Linked DNA regions of Sus scrofa: region 2 is linked to region 1. A link is a contact called in public HiChIP or PLAC-seq data. All regions are on one chromosome and are shown on one strand. Each heading gives the region's core, a stretch centred on a gene start, on an enhancer-like site or on the middle of the called end of the contact. The rest is flanking DNA. Distances are from core to core; before and after follow the strand shown.

What was found. HiChIP or PLAC-seq counts read pairs in DNA pulled down with a chosen protein or histone mark.
Region 2: a contact with region 1 is called in an H3K27ac HiChIP or PLAC-seq map of alveolar macrophages. The contact joins two enhancer-like sites. A contact is called at or near these places in 2 of 2 datasets of contacts at active chromatin or transcription factors (alveolar macrophages and skeletal muscle).

What each region holds. Positions count from the first base shown.
Region 1 is chr6:152,974,982-152,981,591 of Sscrofa11.1, reverse strand. The region is part of intron 7 of FGGY (FGGY carbohydrate kinase domain-containing protein); the gene reads left to right. Among named protein-coding and RNA genes, the nearest start is that of FGGY, 230 kb to the left of the region's middle. Within about 2 kb of position 4,686, at least 10 of the 83 cell types and tissues checked have an H3K27ac peak or open chromatin away from gene starts, as enhancers often do. A contact at or near this core is called in alveolar macrophages, where this site is marked.
Region 2 is chr6:153,370,535-153,376,730 of Sscrofa11.1, reverse strand. The region is part of intron 3 of LOC102165506 (a long non-coding RNA gene); the gene reads right to left. Among named protein-coding and RNA genes, the nearest start is that of FGGY, 160 kb to the right of the region's middle. Within about 2 kb of position 2,325, at least 1 of the 83 cell types and tissues checked has an H3K27ac peak or open chromatin away from gene starts, as enhancers often do. A contact at or near this core is called in alveolar macrophages, where this site is marked.

The DNA.
Region 1 (6,610 bases), core at 3,437-5,936:
TTCTATGTGCCAAGTACTCTGCCTGATGCTTCACGCACTTTATCCCTTGTCTCTCATGATGATCCTATAAAGCAGAGGTTGTTTCCCATTCTATACATGAGGAAGTTGAAGGTAGAAAGAAAAACATTTCCACTATCACATAACTACTGTTCGAACTTGAGTCTGACTCCAAAGCTCATGTTCTGAAATGACTCTGTACCAGTGGTTCTCATCCAGGGGTGATTTTTAACCCCTCCATCCCATCCCCAGGGGACATTTGGCCATGACTGGAGACATTTTTTGATTATCTTTTGGAAAAGGGGAACTGGCTTGGAATATGTTGGGCAGAAGCCAGGAATGCCACTGAATGTCCTGCAATGCTCAGGGCACAACAGAGAATTACCCAGCCTCAAATGTCAGTAGTGCTGAGGATGGTAAGTCCTACTCTGTACCAGAACCCTTCTGTGACTTTATTTCCTTTCAGCAACTGAGTTTACTTCTGTAAAAACAAACAAAAAATCCAGCATCCAGTAAGGGTCCTACTAATACTTGGTAAACAGCATCCAGGAAGTGTCCTACTAATACTTGTTCAAAATATACTTTGTGAAATCAACTCCTCATTAAAATACCTGTGAGATAAGAAAATCAAGTGGAGACCGCAGAGTAGGGAGTATGCGAATCTTCCTGCCCCTTCTGTCTTACGCAGCATCTAACACCCAACCATTTGACACCCAACCATTTGTCCTCCTTTCAGCTCTTCAGTACACTAGCCTCTCTGCCTTTGCTCCTGCAAAGTGCTGCTCCCCCTCCCCGCTCCCCACCCACACACTCCTACTCAAGTCAGCAGTCAGGTTAAGTTTTACTTCTGCGGTGGACTCTTCTCCAGACTTCACCACTGTTCTTAGAAACCAGGAATCACTCCCTCCTCTGTTTCTGCCACACTTTCACCTATCACAGGTTTCCCACCGAATTGTGTTCACTAGCCCCATCATTCAGCTTAGAACCCAGAGGGTCAGTCCTCTGTGGATCTGAGAGTTAAGAGCGTGTTTTGAAAGATCCAAAATAAGGATTGCTAAATCCAAATAGGGGAGCATTTAAAAATATATAATTCCTAGGCCCTACCTCCCAAGGATCCTGAGTCTGAATGTCTGGGGCTAGGAAGCTGGTTATAGGATGGAAGGTGCCACTTGGTGCCCAGTGGAGATGTCCTGCAGGATGTGTTGGCACTGGGCACAAAGGTCAGAAGTGGAAGTAATATGCAGTGCTCAAGTAGACCAACTGGGTGAGCTGTGCTGAGAAGGAGCCAGGCGCAGACTCGGACTAAGAGCTGGGGGCAGGGAGCGTACCCAACATGAAAGAGGAGGTGTCCAAAGATGCAGACGGTCTGTAAGAGAAGGAGGGGGATTAGAAGACAGATACAGTCTTGCCGAGGAATCTGGAAGGAGAAAAGTGGTGTCAGTGCCCAAGCCGATAGAGGCAAGGACGACTCCGGGAGTTCCTGGATGTGACTTAGAAGGGGAGGGAGTTTGTTAGTGTGATGTGAAGGTTACTGTTTTAGGTTGAGGTTTGGTTTAATGAGAAACACTGCTGCCTGATAGCAGAACAGCTGCGGGAGCCTTGATGAGGGGCAGAGCAGGGATGGGGGAAGGGCAGATTTGAGTATGACATTTCAATAAATAATGAAGTTGGAGTCTAGGTCTATGTCTTTCTGACTCCAGAGTCTATGCGCTTTCTCCTACTTGTCCTGCTAATATATTAATGTATGTCTATATATGTCTGTGCCTTTTCATACATTAGCCTGTAACTACACAAACATATATCTATATCCAAAACGGAAGATAGAGCTTCTAGTTAACATTCTTCTGGGTAGGTGTGTTTTTAGATCCATTTTATGGATGAGAGAGTTGAGGCCCAGTGTGAAGAAGTGAATTTATTTAAAAAAAAAATACTTAAGGACAGCACCGGTGTCTGGGGTTCTCCCAGTCACGGGGAATAAGACGAGGCTTATTAGACCAGGCTGGCTGATTTTTGACTGCATGGTGGAAAGATCAGTAATCCTAAAGTGGATAATAATTTTGTTGATTACTTTTGTTGATTAATGTTGAATTGAATGTTGATGTTATTAAAGTCAGGTGTGGAGTGACTTGCTCTTTTCAAACCACCATCCTGGTATTTTTACCTCTATTAATGGTTGAGCGAGTGGACACTACAGTAGGCAGAGGGATTTGCCCAAGCAGAGGGGATAAGGCAGGATTGGATCCAAGGCTGATCTCTTTCTCCCCACGACTTCACATCTACTTCATGAAGACTTTGCATCCAATAGGGGAAAGTTTTTCCTCCTGAACAGAGCAGAATGTCTAGACTTAGTATAGATTCCTATGCCCAGAGACCCTGACTTCAAGCAAATCTCTGACCAGCTCATCCGCTTCAGAACCTTATCTGGTATCCAGAGGGAATTCATAATCGGAAGTTTCCCCTTATTCTCTCATGGATTCGTATGTGACTGAAAAGATGAGCTTTTGTCTTCTTTTGCTGAACTTGGGAACAAAAACAAAAACACCGGGATAACCCAGCTCCTGGTTCTACTACTGCCAGCCACCTGTTAGGAGCACTTCAGCGCTCCAAGTTCAAAAGGTAGAAGACTGCTGGAAACGTGTTTTGTTTGGGGGCCCGATGTCAAGATTGCACTTGCGTCACTGGCTGCAAGAGTAGGCTTACCCCAAAGATCCACTGTTTTTCATGGCACAGAAACTCAACACATGGTGCTTCACATCCATATAATATCCCTGAGCACTAATGTTTACTTTGGGGCTTGTACATCAGCAGCTGTTGGTGGGAAAATGCACATCTCCAGTTATCGCTTCTTGGCGGCGGCCTCACATCTGAACTGCCGGCTGCTTCCTTATCATCTCTCCACGGGCCTGGTTAATTTCCTTGTTTTCAACTTTCTCTTAACTAAGCATTCATATGAGTCATCATAAAGGGCAAACAGAAAAAAGAATTTATTTCCCTACACTGGGAATCTTGAAGATTGCCTCCTACCATCTTGTGGCCAGGATAACTATCTAGAGAGACTAAAAATAAAAAATGTCTGGAATATAGAAAAATGGTACTGGTCACTAGTTATACCTGAGAGTAGCACCTCCTCCACCCCACCTTCCATAACGCTAATCTTTATCATGCTCTGTACTATGATTCTGATGTCAGAATCTGGCTTCTGAACACAAGGAAAATGAAAAGTCTTGAGGTAATACAACATAGGAGTTCAAATCCTGGTTTGAACACCAATCCTAGTTCCATCTGCTGTCTCTGTGACCTTGGGAAGTTGCTTGATACTTCATGCCTCAGTTTTTTTCCTCTCTGAAATGGGTATAGTACTTGCACGCACCTCATAGAGTTGTTTGAAGAATAAATGAGCGACATTCTGTAAAGCTCTTTAGTGTCTGGCAGTGCCGTGTATATTTAGCTATGATTGATGGGATCTAAACGAATGTGTATTATGAATGATAGAAGTGTTCAAGGCGAAGTCATTCTTTTATTTTAAAAAATACGTGATATTTTCCTTTTATGTGCCAGGCATTGTTGTAGATGTTTGGACATAGTGGTGAATAGAGACAAGTTCCTGCTCCTATGAAGCTTCCTTCTTGTTGGGAGTGTCCATAACCTCCCATAGAAACATACTCATGAATATTTTTATATACACAGTATGCATGCATACAGAGTATGCATGCACATGTGTGCTTGTGTATCCACATATATGTTTATGTGCACATCTGTCTGTGCATGTGTATATGTGTGTGTTTGTGCATATGTGTGCACAGATGTGCCTCTATTGGCATGCTCAGCAATGTGCATGTACGGCTGAATGCTTGTGCATATGTGTTTGTGTACATGTATGTATACCAGTATACATATGTGTGTGTGCATATGTATATGCACATTTGGATATGTGTGTTTGTGCATGTGTGGGCATATGTGTACATGTGTGTATTTGTATATGCATCATTATGTGTTTATCAGGTACTGCTAAGTGTTATTAAGAACAGGTCTGTGTAAAGCAGTAGAGAGTGCCAGGAGTGAGAGAGTGCCAGTACAGAGAGTTCTGGAAAGTTTAATCCAGAGTGGTGACATTTGAGGAAACTGACCTCAATGAAGAGAGGGAACATTTTATGGTATAAGAAGCAAGGTAGCAGATAATTCAATTAGCAAATATGTGTTAGACCCATACTTGGCCTCAGATGCCATGTAGGGCATGGGGGCTGCCAGGCTGAAGATGATCCAGTCTTTTCTCTGGAGGAGCTTAGCAGCTGGTGGAGAAGGCAGACCTGTCATCAGAAAAATCCCATTGTAACCTTCACACTGCCTTTCCCAGATGTGAGGGAAGTGTCACAAGAGCACACGGAATGGATCAACCAGCTCTGCCAGGACAAGTGAGGGAAGCATCACGTAGGAGGTGCAAATGGGACAAGCATTTCAGGAGGCGGGAATGGAAAGTGAAAAGAGTGTGGAAAAGCCTGACTCCATCATGGGTCTTTTCAGTATGGCAAACTTGTTGTGCAAGTATGAGGAAACAGTGAGAGAGGGCCAGGAAATCAGAGCTGTGTACCATGTGTGGATTCTGAACTCCCAGCTTTGCCACTTGTTAGGAGCAAGTTACTTAACTGCTGTCTCAGATTTCCCTTCTGTAAATGGGGATGACAACAGCGCCTCCTCTGGTGGTTGTACTGTACTGGCGCCATTTCCTGACCTGTGTGAGCAATCAACAAGTGTCAGCTCTTCCAGGTCAGAAGCTCAAATGTAAAAAGCCTTGAATTCTAAGTTGAGGAAATTGGATGCTGAAAATCAACCTATCATTCAAATAGCTTCCTTGGCACTGACTGTCGTGTGAAAACTGTCAAGTGTTCTACCTGAAGAATTTGCCTTTGGGCAAGCAGCTAGGATTTGTCATACCAATGGGTGATACTGCAAAGGAACAGATAAAGCAGTAAAAAAAAAAAAAAAACAAAAAAAAAAACCTCATTTTATCTTAGAACAAAAGTTCACTTCAATGGAATGGAGCAGATATTTGTTTTCCCAGGCCCTGGAAATTCAGACATAGCTCACTTGCTGCCAGGGCTTTGCACTCCACCTTTGTAATGTTTGTTACTCAAACTGCAGAAGCATAGCTAGATGGGAAAGTACATTTCTCCATCTCCGACTTCTGTATCTCAGCACCAGGCCTGAGGCTGGAGGATGCTGCTTTTCAGGGTCTCATACCCACTCTGATCTTGGCCACTGTCTTAGTGAGAGGATTTTTGCCTCTGCTCCTGTCTCTTCATCCCATTATCTCTTCTCTTTCTTCAAATCGAAGTAGAGAGTGTACAAAGTCTGCCCAGGCTCACTACAGTCTGAGCTGCTGAATATTCTTCCAGAGCCTTCTAGTATTTCTGTGCCCATCCCTCTGAATATTCCATCTTCATTTTATCGATGACAGTGTCAGATTTTCCCACTAAACTTTCTTCTGTTCCCATTTTGACTAGAACTAGAAAGTACTGTTTGCTAGAAACTGCAAATGGAAAATATAAAGAGAGACAACATGAGAAAATAGATTATTTACATTATTTCCAGTTATCCATAGTAGATTGAAATCATAATATAGATCATCTAAAAAATGAGTATTTTATTTTGAACATAGAATGACATAGGATTTTTTTATTAATTAAGTTTTTTTTAGGATATAGTTGATTTACAGTGTTGAGTCAATTTCTGTTGTATAGCATAGTGACCCAGTCATTTTTTTTCTCATATTATCTTCTATCATGGTCTATCTCCTGATACTGGATATAGTTCCCTGTGCTATACAGTAGGACCCCATTGCTTATCCATGATCCATTCTAAATGTAATAGTTTGCATCTACTAACCCCAAACTCCCAGTCCATCCCACTCCCTCTCCCAACCCCTTGGCAACCACAAGTCTGTTCTCTATATCTGAGTCTTTTTTTTTGTAGATAGGTTCATTTGTGCCCATGTTTTAGATTCCACATATAAGTGATATCATATGGTATTTGTCTTTTTCTTTCTGACCTCACTTAGTATGAGAATCTCTAGTTGCAGTTGTTGCAGATACCATTATTTTTTATTGCTGAGTAGTATTCCATTGTATATATGTACCACATCTTCCTATCTGTTCATCTGTCAGTGTACATTTAGATTTGTTTCCATGTCTTGGCTATTGTGAATAATGCTACAGTGAACATGGGGGTATATGTATCTTTTTGAATGAAAGTTTTTTTTCAGATATATGCCCAGGAGAGGGATATAATTTTAGGTAGGAATGTAAATTGGTACAACCACTGTGGAAAACAGTATGGAGGTTCCTCAGAAAACTAAATATAGAACTACCATATGATGTGCATTTTTCTTTTGTTTGTTTTTATATCTATTTCTGTCCTTATTTACTTATTATAGTGGTTTTCAAATTTGAATATGCATAGTCAACCAAGGAGTTATTTAAAATGTGGGTTACTGGGTCCCCACAACCACCACTATGACAGGTTCTGATCAGTAGATTTGACTGGGCCCTAAACATCTGCCTTGTATACAATCCCCACATGATCCTAATGAACTTCTCCAGTAGCATCTTCGAAGATG
Region 2 (6,196 bases), core at 1,076-3,575, 400 kb before region 1:
TCCTCCCATCACAGGATGCTGAGCAGGGTCTCAAAAACCAGAGGTCCAGAGAGGCACTGTGACTTATCCCCGGACGCCCAGCCAGTTGGCCTAAGGTGGGAATCAGACACCAGGCTTTCCCACCCCTCCTTTTCCCTCACAACTTAGACACGATCTTTGTGGCCTCCAATATGTTTGTGTATTTGGGTTCAATCTGCTTCTGCTAACAACAACAACAAAGCCCATCGCAACAGATGGAGCGTCCCAGGAGGCAGTGGGCAAATGGAGACAGCCAACTAGCAATTGCAGGAAGCAGTTTTCTATGGACAGTAAGAGCAACCCAGAGAAACTGGTCAAGGGGGCAAATATTGTGGCTCCTGGTCACAACTGTAGTGGTATTTTTATGCTAATTCCTCCCAAAGTGGTAAAGGGCTAAAAGTTTCTCTCACTTTATTACCTAATATCTCAGTACAATTTACCTAAGAAGGAAGAAAGCCAGAGATGTTTTATTCTTTTAATCATAAAGATGTTAGCAATGATAATAACTGCTATATTTGGTGTCAGGCCCCGCACTTTGCATTCATTAGCTCGCTTAAGCCTCCCAATAACCTCGTGAGGTGGGAAACATCAGCCTCATTTTACAATGGAGAAAGGAAGGCTCAGAAAGTGTGAATCAGTTGCTCCAGGTCATACAGCTATTCCGTGGGAGTGTCAGAGCCAGGTCTGGAGACACCCAAGCGTGTCAGCTTCACCACACGGTGCATGTGCTCTAGAAAAGAGGAAAATGGGTGGGAAAGCGGAGGACAAACAGATGGACAAACAGCCATGAAAGTGTCTTCACATAGCAAATGGACTCTTCTGTAGCATGAGGAATAAGGAAGACCTGCTCCCTAACCAAGTCGGAGCTGTTGGGTCAAAGTTAGTGGGAGGCAAATATTATTCAGTGTGAGAAGGGAGCACTGTGCTTTGTGGAGTCAGGGGCCTCAGATGGAGCCCCCAGTCTGGAGGGGAGTAAGCAGGACTTGAAGATGATGCATCTAGGATGGAGGAGAAGAGAAGACTGGAGAAGGCCACTCCTGAGATGCCTCCCAGCTCAGAGATCCCACAGTGTGTGAAAATGCCAGGCTCTGCAGGGCAGATACCATGCTCAGTACTACCTGCTCCCCCCATTATCCAGCACAGACCCACTCAGTCAGTGGTGAGGACACGTTTGCTGGGGCCCAGTGTTACAGGAGACACAATGGATTTTCTCTGCATGGGCCTCAGAATGGGCCCTCAGGGAGCAGCTCTCTCCTGGCCACATGAATAGGTCTCAACTCCAGCAAATGGTGACCCAGAATAAAACCTTCATTGCCCAGTATCTCCAGCTCTAAATCTGGCAGTGTGGCCAAGGCCTAGTTAATCGGAAGTAAACAGAACTGCCAAGGGGGAGGGGGTGGGAGTTGGATAGATCAGGAATTTGGGGCTAGTAGATGCAAACTATTGCATTTGTAGTGGATAAGCAATGGGGTCCTACTGTATAGCCTGGGGAACTAGATCCAATCATTTGTGATGGAACATGATAGAAGATAATATGAGAAAAAGAATATATGTATGAAACTGGGTCACTTTGCTGTATAGCAGAAATTAACAGAACATTGTAAATCAACTATAATTTAAAAAATTTAGGACTTCCTGCCCTGGCTCAGTGGTTAACGAATCTGATAGCATCCATGAGGATGCAGGTTCGATCCCTGGCCTTAGTGGGTTAAGGATCTGGCGTTGCTGTGAGCTGTGGTGTAGGTCTCAGATGTGGCTCGGATCCCACATTGCTGTGGCTGTGGCATAAGCCTGCATCTACAGTTCCGATTCGACCCCTAGCCTGAGAACCTCCATATGGCAAGGGTGCGGCCCTTAAAAGCAGAAAAAAATAAAATAAAAATAAAAATATGAAAAAAAAAGAAGTAAATAGAACTGGAGTGGGCAAATTCCAGGAAGTGTCCTCTTGTGCCACTCTCTGGCCTGACAAATGGATCTAATGATTCAAGCCTGCGCAACCCCCCTGCATCACGAGGTGGAAGCCATGAGGATGGCAGAGCAGTAAGACAGCGGCTTACCAGGGAGTGGCTACCCGAGCCCTGTGCTGCCCACGTGACCATGACCAGAGAGAGAAAGAAGCTTTACCATGTGGGGGTTTCTCTTACTCCTGGCAGAATCCAATTCTAATTCTCACAGAGTTGAAAAAGGTCAAAATCCAAAAACAACCACATGAAAAAATGATTGTGAAAGCAAGTCTGGTAGGATTATTAAGATGTAAATAATCATAGAAAAGGAGGAAAGAGGAAGACAAAGAGAATAGGAGGAAGAAGGAGGAGGGGGGAAGAGGAAGAGGTGAGGAGGAGGAGAGGGGAAGGGGGGGAGGGGAGGGGAGGGGAGGAAGAGGGCAACAACAACAAAAATGACAATGATGATTATGACAAGAATGTGTCCTGTTTATGACCAGGAGACACTATTCCTGATCCTCAAGCTAGAAAGAACTCAACGTTCCCAGGGCCGCCATCCTAGTTCATACACCCATCACATCTCAGATGAAATGCTGGGCCAATTTTCTATTTGGTATCTGTCTCTGGTCTCTCCTTGCCTCTCCTCCATCCATCCTGCAGACTGTTATCGAGGACATCAGCATCACTCCCTTCTTCCCAGTCCTTCCTCGCCTCCCTCTGTGCCTCAGACTAGATAAGAGCTCCTTAGCTTGACACTTGCCCAAACCATCCCTGCCTTATATCCCCTTCACACCTCCCTCCCACTCACATTTCCGTTTTAGGAAGAGTAAATTAGTCCCTCTTCCCCAAATGTCCCTGCTAAATTCCTGCCCCGTCTTTGTTTACACTGGCTTCTCCACCTGGGGTTGGGATGCCCTTTACCCACATCTCTTGAGTGCTGACACCTCATCTGTCTTTCCTGTCTCAGGCCAAAGGCCCTCCTCTCCATGAATAATTCTCAAATCTGTTTGCTCCAGGGGTGATCAATCACTAAAGCCTAGGGATTTTCTCCTATCTCAGGCTACCTCCCTCAACCCTCACCCTAAAGCCCGTCTATGGTAAGAGAACTCAACAACAGAGGGAGGAAGAGGCAGAAGAAGGAAAGGAGGGAAGGAATATGTCTCTGGGGTGCAGGATTAAGACTAGTCACTATTAAACTCTGTCCAGGATTCCCCAGTGCTTCTTGGTCCAACCCCCCTGCGTGACAGTCAAGGTACCCCCATAATCTAACCTTTCCTCACTTTTAATTGCTGCAAAGATGTCCCAGGCCAGGTGGATTAAATGTCATATCCCAAGATTTTCCACCTCTGAGACTGTATTCCTGTGGCCTCCGTCTATGCTCTTCCTTGTCCCATAAAGACCCTCCATTTTCAAGGCTCTGTTCCACTTTACTCCTCTATGGAGCCCCCCTGATCCTCTCAGTCATCGCCCCTTTTCTGAGTCTCCTCCTGTCTCACAGAGCGTTCATTATGCTCCTTCTTCCATTATACTTGCTAGACAGAGCATGGAGCTTTGGAATTAGATATGTCATTGGCCAAGATAGTAAGCTTGCTCTGCCTCTGTTTCCCTCTCTGTAAAATGGGGATCCTAACACCTGCCTCACAGAGTAGTTGTGAAGATTTAATGAGATAAACTGGTGTTGAAAACAAGGTTAGTGTCACCTTCCCTTCGGAACTCAGTGGACAAGTTGAGTGTTGCTGTGATCTGGCAACATCTGCTCGAGACAGGCTTGACTGTGTGGTCAAGAGCAAACCCTGATACTTCTAGCACCAGAGAGACAACATGACCTCATGGCTAGAGAACCAGGTAACCTTAGGCAAAAGGTTTCTCAAGTGCCCAGTTTGGACCCTGGGGCAGACAAGTATCCCGGGACAGACCAGGCTTCCTGGTTGCCAGGAAGCAAAGGAGAGCAGCATGGAAGTCCTCCTTGATCTGGTGAGGCTGGTGCAACAGTGGGACCTCTGATGGGAGTGCTCAGAATACCTCAAGGGAAGTCTTGAGTCAAATGTCCCCCAGTACTGAGTGCTGGCCAGACCTCTCAGGGAATTTGCTTCTCTCAGAGACCCATTGTTTGAGAGGGAACTGAATAAATGCAAGGTTTCAGAAGAGGGAGCCAGCCTGAAGGGTGGACAAAGATACCACTCTCACTGAGTTCATCTGAGGAAAGGAAGTTCAGAGGGCTTGGGTCCTGGTGTCCTGTATCTGATGGGCTGTCACGGGGATAGAAATGAGTGAAGTTGATCAGATGCAAAAGACAGTAGGGAGTGTTGAGAATACACTCATAGAGCGATATAGGCAGTGGAGTACAACTGACCATTACATAGTCGGATATGGGTCCAGATCCTCCAGCGTTTCTAGAGAAGATATAAATCTTAGTTTTCTTACAAAGTACTGCAATTTTTCATTTTGGCAAGTCATTCAAAAATTGTCATACCGCTGCACCAATCAACACTATGAAGGATGAACAAAACACATTTCTAGAAAATGAAAGGGTCCCCGAGTTGGGATTTTGAAGTCTTTGGATGAGATGACCTCTGGGGTTGCTTCTAGATAGTACTCTATGTTTATAAAATGGTCCATAAATCTGGGGTTGTTTGATTCAAATGGTGGGTGTTGGCATCCTGTGTCTTAGGAAAACACACTCTGGCATGTCTCTTTAGTGCCATTACTGCTCCCATCTGCCAAAGAAGGGTGGGTTGAGAGCACATGGGGGCTCAAGACAGATCGGTGTTCAAATCCCAGCCCTGACACTTTGTCATTCTTTGACCTTGGGCAAGGAATTTAATTTCTTTTTTTTAAATTTAATTTTATTTTTTTAATGATTTCCCCAATACAATTTTTTTTCTACTGTACAGAATGGTGACCCAGTTACACATACATGCACACATTCTATTTTCTCACATTATCATGTTCCATCATAAGTGACTAGACACAGTTCCCAGTGCTACACAGCAGGATCTCATTGCTAATCCATTCCAAAGGTAATAGTTTGCATCTGTTAACCCCAAGCTCCCCAACCACCCCACTCCCTCCCCCTCCCCCTTGGCAACCACAAGTCTATTCTCCAAGTCCATGATTTTTCTTTCTGTGGAAAGGTTCCTTTGTGCTGTATATTAGAATCCAGATACAAGTGATATCATATGGTATTTGTCTTTCTCTTTCTGACTTACTTCACTCAGGATGAGAGTCTCTAGTTCCATCCATGTTGCTGCAAATGGCATTATGTCATTCTTTTTTATGGCTACGTAGCATTCCATTGTGTATATATACCACCTCTTCCGAATCCAATCATCTGTCGATGGACATTTGGGTTGTTTCCATGTCCTGGCTATTGTGAATAGTGCTGCAATGAACATGCGGGTGCATGTGTCTTTTTAAAGGAAAGTTTTGTCCAGATATATGCCCAAGAGTGAGATTGCTGGATCATATGGTAGTTCTACATACAGTTTTCTAAGGTACCTCCATACTACTCTCCATAGTGGCTGTACCAGCTTACATTCCCACCAAAAGTGCAGGAGGGTTCCCTCCAGCATTTGCTATTTGTGGACTTACTAATGGTGGCCATTCTGACTGGTGTGAGGTGGTATCTCGTGGTGGTTTTGATGTGCATTTCTCTAATAATCAGTGATGTTGAGCATTTTTTCAAATGATGCAACTGACAAGGTCTTAATCTCTAGAATATACAAGCAACTTATACAACTCAACAGCAAAAAAGTCAACAACCCAATTGAAAAATGGGCAAAAGACCTGAATAGACATTTTCCCAAGGAAGATGTACAGATGGCCAAAAAGCACATGAAAAAAATGATTTAATTTCTGACCTCTAATTCTTGAGCTTGAAAGAGCAGCTGAATTTATTGAGTTTACAAGTGCTTTATTTATTAATTACTTCAGTGTTCTAAACAACCCTTAGAAGGTGGGCAGAATTACCATGACTTTCATTCCACAGATGAGAAGACTGAGGCAAATAATGAAGGTTTCACAGCTATTAAATGGGAAGCTGAGATGCAAACTCAGACACTCTCCAGGGTCTGTGCTTTTAGCATGTTGCAATGCTGGCTGGAATCTGAGAAATGGGGATGATAGTGAGTGAGCCCCAGGAGTTTCATGAGAAAAAAGTGAGGATGCATGGAAGATAACGAGCCCAGTGCCTGCATATTCTAACAACACAATAACATATTAACCTTTTCCAATGT